2 separate regions of the Hordeum vulgare genome follow, and region 2 is linked to region 1. A link is a contact called in public Hi-C data. All regions are on one chromosome and are shown on one strand. Each heading gives the region's core, a stretch centred on a gene start, on an enhancer-like site or on the middle of the called end of the contact. The rest is flanking DNA. Distances are from core to core; before and after follow the strand shown. Region 1 overlaps LOC123413526 (diacylglycerol kinase 4-like). Region 2 overlaps LOC123413572.

Region 1 (3,576 bases), core at 32-2,531:
AGCGTCCTTGAACTGTTCCCATGTCGACATGTCAAAATCGCGCTCGAGCTGTAAGTACGAGAAGTGAGTGTCATTGGTAAGGTGGTAGGCTGCAGGGTAGACTTTGCTAGCCTCGGCCATGCGTTGTTCATGAAAAAATTGCCCGTACCTATTGAGCCAACCATGAGGATCGACCGAACCATCATGCGTTTGGAAGTCGAGCTTGTAAAAGCAAGTGATGCCTGAGCCAGAACCTAATCCTCGGTGATTGTTAGGTAGGGAAGGAACGTGGTGAGTGGGGTGGATCCATAGATGGGTTGGGGGGGGGGGGGGGAGGGGGGGGGGGTGCGGCCGTATCGATATATGAAATCATTTGACACGTGGTGGGGTGTGTTAGAGTTATATTAATGATGACCTTTGGTTTTTGTATTTTTGCCTTTTGGCATCCTCATTACATGTACTCCTAGTTTTCATGACATGGTATTAGATCCTAGGTTTAGGACTCCGCTGCGTGCTGCAACTCCACGCTGATCCTGATCTGCCTTCCCTGTTCTTCGTCTGCTTCCGCTTGAAGACCAGGATTTGCAACTCACCGCTATCTTTCTCTGATGCCGCTGCTCTTTTCTGGTTGGTCTGGCTAGCACGTTTTGGCATCAGGTCAAACGCCTGGATCCATGCAGGCTGCTTCAATCCACTACTCGAGGAGGTCATCTCAGCTCGCCTCACCTACAGTTCTTCTTCTCCATCCGTCAGTCGTGGGCTCTTCCTCCTGGTTAGCGCCGCAATCCAGCCGGCCGTCTGTACCACAACGCGTCCCATCCCAGTAGGTCATCGCCCTGGTTCGCGCGGGCCTCCCGCCGCCGGATGCTTTCCTGCTCCGCCCGGCTTCCGTCGCCGCCGGCTTCTTTCTCCACCTGGTCTCCGTCATTGCCGGCTGCCTGCTCCGCCCGGTATCCGTCTCCGCCGGCTCCCATCGTCGTGGATTGTTGTTCTCTTCAGATCGACTGCATGTGTGCGGTTGCTCTGCTTCTGATCGACTCAGATCCTGTGAATCGACTCGGCACGACTACTACGGGCTCGGGTCAGCTCGTTCGGCTGTTGGCTGCTTCTGTTGGTTCTGAGGATTGTTCGGCTTGATGTCGCGGCAGGTCTTTCACCCTCGCTGTCCGGTGATTTTCGACGAGGTTCCCTAAGCTGCTGATCCCGTCTCATGTATACGTCGTCGTTAGGTGCTTGGTGCACATCCATCTGCGATGTTGTCGACGTTGTCCTCCATAGCGTCTTCAGCAGGCTGCGTGGATCGCTATTCGTCGACTCCTCTCACGGTTTCCGCGTGCGGCAGTGGCAGCTCTACATTGACTCTGTCCGCGGCTTCCGCGAGCGACCGTGGCCGCTCTACGTCGACTCCGTATGTGGCTTCCACGCGCGAGGATGGTCGCTCTACGTCGACTCTATCTGCGCCTTCCCTGCACGACGGTGACCTCTCTACTGTTGGTTTTTGAACGTGCCTTTGCAGTTGTACAGGCGTGCCTATGCGATTCTGGCTTTCGCCGGCTACTTGACGGAACTTGCGTAACTAGCGACACGAATAAAACTGATCGATGGATTTGATAGCTAAAGGCCCGTGTCGAGCCTTTGCTTTGTATTGCTTTTCGTTTTTCTGGTGTTACAATCAACACCCCTAGGGTGTCTTTTATACACGTCCACAAGGGACTATGGAAATAGACTAGGACTAGGAATCCTAATACTACTAGGACTCGGTTTGGCTTTCTTTCCTAATCCTAAAGAAACAACATGATTAACTTCTACATTCACCTCCTTAATCTTGTTGCTTGACTTCACTTCTTGCACTCCGACTTTCCTCCTCATCTCGATGAACTTCTGTCGACCGAGGGACTTGATAAAAATATCGGCAAGTTGGTCTTTCGTGTTCACATGTTGAACCTCGATCAACCCTTCTTCAATGCACTCCCGGATATGATGGAACCGGGTATCTATGTGCTTGCTCCTTTCGTGATGAACCGGATTTTTGCACAACGAGATTGCAGCTTGGTTATCGATCTTCAGTGACACCTTCTGCACCTCCCGCTTTGCAAGAATAGCTAGGAGTCTTCTCAGCCACACTGCTTGACAAGCCGCCGTGCTTGCCGCTATGTATTCTGCCTCGCATGAAGACATTGCCACCACCTTTTGCTTCTGAGAATTCCAGCTAATCGGATTCGGGCCAAGGTAGAAAACCATGCCCGTTGTGCTCTTTCAGTCATCAACATCACCTGCCATGTCACTATCTGAATATCCACGAAGGATCAATCCTTCCTTTCCCTTTCTGTACGTGCAACCAAGATTAATGGTGCCTTTCACATAGCGCAAGATTTGATTGACCGCGCTCATGTGTTCGGTTGTCGGATTCTCCATGAAACGACTCACGATCCCGACTGAATAAGCCATGCACCAAATATCTTAGGCTGCCCACAACGCTTCGATACATTGTGGTGTCCACCGGCGGATTTGAGCTACGCTTGCTCAACTTGTGACGTTGGTCCATTGGAACTTGTGTCTCGTAGCAATCTGACATGCCACACTTTTCCAATAACTTGACCGCATAAGCCGATTGACATAGGGAAATCTCTCCGGAGCTTTGCTTCACTTCGATGCCCAAGTAATAGCTGAGCAATCCCAGATCACTCATGCTAAACTTGTTCTTCATTTGCGCCTTGAAACGTTCAATTTCTTGTACGCTATCTCCGGTGATAATCAGATCGTCGACATAAACTCCAACTAGCAGGTTTGAGCCTTTGGAGTTCTTTGTATAGACTGCATGCTCGAGGGGACATCTCTTGAACCCGAGCGAGGCCAGACTTCGGTCTAACTTTGAGTTCCAAGCTCTTGGCGCTTGCTTCAACCCGTAAAGTGTCTTCTTGAGCTTGTAAACTTTCCCTTCTTCGTCTTTCTTCTCGTAGCCGAGGGGTTGTTCTACGTACACTTCTTCTGTGAGATCGCCGTTGAGGAAAGCGGATTTAACATCCATATGATGAACCTTCCAATCCTCTTGTGCCGCCAAAGCTAGGAGCACTCTCACCGTCTCGATTCGAGCAACCGGTGCAAACACCTCATCATAGTCAACTCCTTGACGTTGAACGTAGCCCTTTGCAACGAGTCTTGCCTTGTACTTCACAATGGCACCCTCCGTGTCCTTCTTTAACTTGTAAACCCACTTCAAACCTATCGCCTTTTGGTTTAGAGGACGGGTTACCAAAGTCCACGTGCCATTGCTCTCAATTGCCTTCATCTCCTCATCCATGGCGTGCGTCCAGCTAGGACTTTTGCTCGCCTCTACGAAGTTCGCCGGCTCCTCAACTCCGAAAAGACATAGTCCAGAGTACTCGAGCGTAGCTGGCTTTGTGTACTTGTAGACTTTCTTGAGCATCTTGTAGCGACGAGGCCCTGAGGAGTCCATTGTGGCTTGCGAAGGAGGTGACACAAATTGTGTCGATGTTGATGCACTTGAGGAAGATGGCTGAGTCTCGGGCGTGTCATCGACATCCACGTCGTCGGCGTAGTCGTCGTGATCATGACCATCATCTTGATTGTCATCGT
Region 2 (3,745 bases), core at 272-2,771, 200 kb before region 1:
AGTTGTAGAGGCGAGCTTGTTGGACCATGTGTAACTGTGCCCTTTGCGGTAGACCTTTTAAGCTCAAGGTCCTTGAGCAAGCGTGTAAACCGCCCCATCATGTGCCTGTCCAGGTTGTTGTTAATTTTGTCCTCAACGAGATAGATCAGATTGAAGTTGATGCAAAGTATCGACAGGCCCGGGCAGGTGGTGCGCAGGTCGTAGATTTCTCGTAGGAACCCGATCTTCTCGGTGTCGGACTGATCTTCTCGGTGTCGGACTGTGGTCCATAGACAATGGACATCCACCAAGGCGCGTGCAGTCTCGAGGGGGCGGCGACCTGGGCAGACAACGTGTTTGTGATGGTCACATCCCGACTTTTCCATGCCAGCAGGATACTGCCGCGGGTGTCAACCGCTGGCAGGTACACATACTCGTCAAACTCGAAGCCAAGCGCCTCAAGGACAACCGACGGGCAGATCAAAGTCATCTTAGTCTCTTGCAAACATACAATGGAGGTGCCGCTAGTGATGATCAGCGAGCGGTGGCGGTGCGCCGCGCACGTTCCAAATCACAATTTTGAGGTCGTGATCCATGGAAACGGGATCGGCTGCGATGGCTAGGCACATCGCTAGACCATGGCCATGGGCGCCATGGCTGGCGACGCCTCTGGGATAGGCAGCTCACGGTCGACCATGGCCGTGATGGCGGATAGCACGACCATCAGGATTGGAGCTGCAAAACCATCGTCACACTCCTTCATCTATGCGGCAATTATCTTTTGGTTGAGTCCGAGGATCCCAAGAGTTGGAGGTGCAGTGGCCCTGCAAGAGGCGGACGATGCAGAGCGGCCTCGGCGCGGAGAGAAGGTGAGAGGCTGCCGGCGTTGTCGCTTCGCGGGCGCAGGGAGGATCGAGCTCAGGTTTTTGGTGGCAGCAGTGAGGAACTCGCCAAGTGTCCAGGTAGCACCTCTCGTCCGGGAGCGGCTCAGGGTGATTGGTGGCGACGCGAAACACTGAGCAGCCTATCGCAGCGTAGTTGTGGTAGGCATAGGGTCACCCATTGCATGCGTTGGGTCGCTGGCCTGCGTGGCGTCATTGCTGGTGGTGGCGGCAACATGGGCTGCAAGACCGAGTGGTTGGCCCAACTCTGGAGTGGCATTCTCCTCCGGAGCGCGGGCGTTGTTGTGGGCAGTTCCCCAACACGTAACGAGGTGCGTGTGGTTGCCGACCCGGTCGCGGGCCCATCCAATGGCATGCCAGACGCTGACGTGTGTGGTTGCTGGCCCGCTCGTGAGCCCGCCCAAGGGCATGCTAGGCGCTGACGTGCGCGGGCCAACAGCTATCCCCGACAGCGGATCGTCATCGGCCGATTCCTCGCTTCTTATGGACTGCGAGTCTGGCACCATGCGGATAGTGGACGAGGAGGGGTCCATTGAGGCCTCCGGATCCCCAGACAAGCATGGGTTGGGCGTGGTCAAGGTGGCCCCGGCGTGCGTGACCAGCTGCCCACTAGGAGACGCTGGACTCAGGTGCTCAGAGGGCTCGTGCAGGTGCTCCTCCAATTGTGAATCGCCAGCTGGCTCTGCGGTGTTGTCCTCTAGCCGCTGGTCTGGGCCTGTCCACTAGAATTTCAGCAATATGCTTTGCTTTATCTACCATGTATTGTTAATTCTTTTGCCATTACCGCCTCACCAGGAAAATTGTGCTTTGCACGTATTCTTTCTTATATATTTATTATCAAGTGTAGCTAAGACTATAAATCATACATTCCAGCCCAAGAGGACATCAATTTCGTACTTGTGAAGAAGTTTCTGTGCATCTTATGTCACTTCTTGGGTATCCGGCGGCCGTAACGGTTTCTATTCAGAATAACAGCACCAGACAACATGCCTTGAGTGATGACTATGGTGAAGATGACGTAAGTTTGTAGCGTATGCCATTTTATTTTGTACTTCATTTTCCTTGTTTAATTTATGTATTTCACAGGCTGTAGGGTTTCAACATCAAATTGGTTCAAGTGTGGATAACCTAAATGTATTGCCAGTTACTTCTGTCACCTTTTCCAGCCATTCCTGCAATTCAAAGGATACGGTAGAAGGAAATACAAATCCAGCAAATACTTATAAGTGCCAGAATTGCAATTTAACTTTGCAGAATCAAAGTGCCTATGTGCAACACCAGCTGTTATTTCATGAAAAGAAAGCTAAGAAGCGCAGAAAGAGTAGCAAATTTTGTGAATCAAAAGTTGGTAACGATGGGAAATTAGAATGCCCTGTATGTCACAAGACCTTTCAGGAGCAATCACGGTACTTTGGCCATGTTGGAGCCCATGCAAGGTTTGAGGGGCTTACTCCTGAAGCTTTCTTAGATAAGATCTCATCAGGAAAGACAGTTAACAACTTCTTGGGAGAGTTACAATTTACCCCTCAGGAGCTTACTGAACCAACTGAACAGAAGGGCAAGACTGCAGGCGAACCATGTTCTCAGCATCGGAGTTATTCAAAAGAACAAGGGGGTGATAGCTCAAAAGTTATAGAACTTTTTAGCACAAATTGTTCGGGTAGTTTCAGTAGGCGCAGTGAAGCTTGGTGTAGACAGGTAGAGGTTCCTCCCGTTACAAATGCTCGAAGTGCATGCAGATACAGAAACAATATGATGGATTATGCCAATTTAACTGTTCCAAAACAGAAAGTAGCTCCTGAATCCAATGATGAACCAAATGGCAGGCTTAACGGCTTTGCTGAAGTTGCTGATTTTAGTGATCACACGGGAAGTGGCCATGACTTCAGACCTTCTAGCTTCTCAAGTGCTAAACATTATGAGGACCAGATTGTTGATCGTGGCTTTTCTGTTTCAAAGCACGGCGAGGTCAATAACACTGTGAAAGCAAGAGATGTCAACCTTAATTCATGCCTGGACACAATATCTTTCCCGATTGCTAGTGCAAACAATCAAACCTCTAGTGCCCTTGACGAGGCTAATCAATCATCCATTGCTGGAAAATGCTTCATTGGCAGTTCTAATAATAATGATGGTGCATCTACTACATCATCCTGTTCTGGCTCAAATAATAAAGTATCTGGTTCCCTTGGTGGATCTAATGGATCCTCTAATGCTGCCAGATGCATCGGTGCTAGTTATGGTAATGATGCTGCAGCTAACATTTTTGGCAACAAGAACAATACCATGGTGTACCAGTCTAGTTTGAACACATGCCCCATCTCTCATGTTGCAATTAATGTGGATTCTTTTGCTTCCTGTTCAACACATGCAAAGAACAGTGACAAAGAGCGTGCATACAATACCAAGGAACAAATGAATACCACACAGAACAGAACAAGTAGTGAAGCTCTTGAAGATTATAATAATGATGTCTATAGTATCACTGAAAGGAGTCTTGGCCAGTGTAGTAGTAACTTGAGACATCCAAAACCCAACATTCCAAGCAGCTGTGCACTACTGGACTCAAGCACTTTGACAGCTAGTAACTTAACCAAGGGAATTGATGTCAACTGCATGAATGGTTTTGTTTATAGAAATGATGCCAACGTGGAGGGTCCTTCTGTAAATAGGCCCATGAATAATAATGAACCAATGGGTTCTGTCCATGCCGTGTTGGGAAAGCAAAGTAACGATATGCAAAATCATTACAATGGTAGTGCTCCTAATTACACCCCGCTTGCTGCAGCTAATATCAACGATCTAATACCTATGCAGAGCAATTTTGATGGCATGTCCACTTTGGTTCATTCTGTTGGTGATGT

Evidence for each region. A called contact is a pair of places that touch in the nucleus more often than the background predicts.
Region 2: a Hi-C map of leaf shows a contact between it and region 1, with 3 times the contacts expected there. The contact joins two enhancer-like sites. A contact is called at or near these places in 2 of 6 Hi-C or Micro-C datasets (leaf and seedling).

The regions. Positions count from the first base shown.
Region 1 is chr7H:348,949,901-348,953,476 of MorexV3_pseudomolecules_assembly, reverse strand. All of the region lies in intron 1 of LOC123413526 (diacylglycerol kinase 4-like), which reads right to left. Among protein-coding and RNA genes, the nearest start is that of LOC123413526, 18 kb to the right of the region's middle. Within about 2 kb of position 1,281, at least 3 of the 3 cell types and tissues checked have open chromatin away from gene starts, as enhancers often do. A contact at or near this core is called in leaf, where this site is marked.
Region 2 is chr7H:349,147,662-349,151,406 of MorexV3_pseudomolecules_assembly, reverse strand. LOC123413572 reads left to right here. Exons shown (of 4, transcript XM_045106507.1): 2 at 1,755-1,899; 3 at 1,968-3,745. Among protein-coding and RNA genes, the nearest start is that of LOC123413572, 19 kb to the left of the region's middle. Within about 2 kb of position 1,521, at least 1 of the 3 cell types and tissues checked has open chromatin away from gene starts, as enhancers often do. A contact at or near this core is called in leaf, where this site is marked.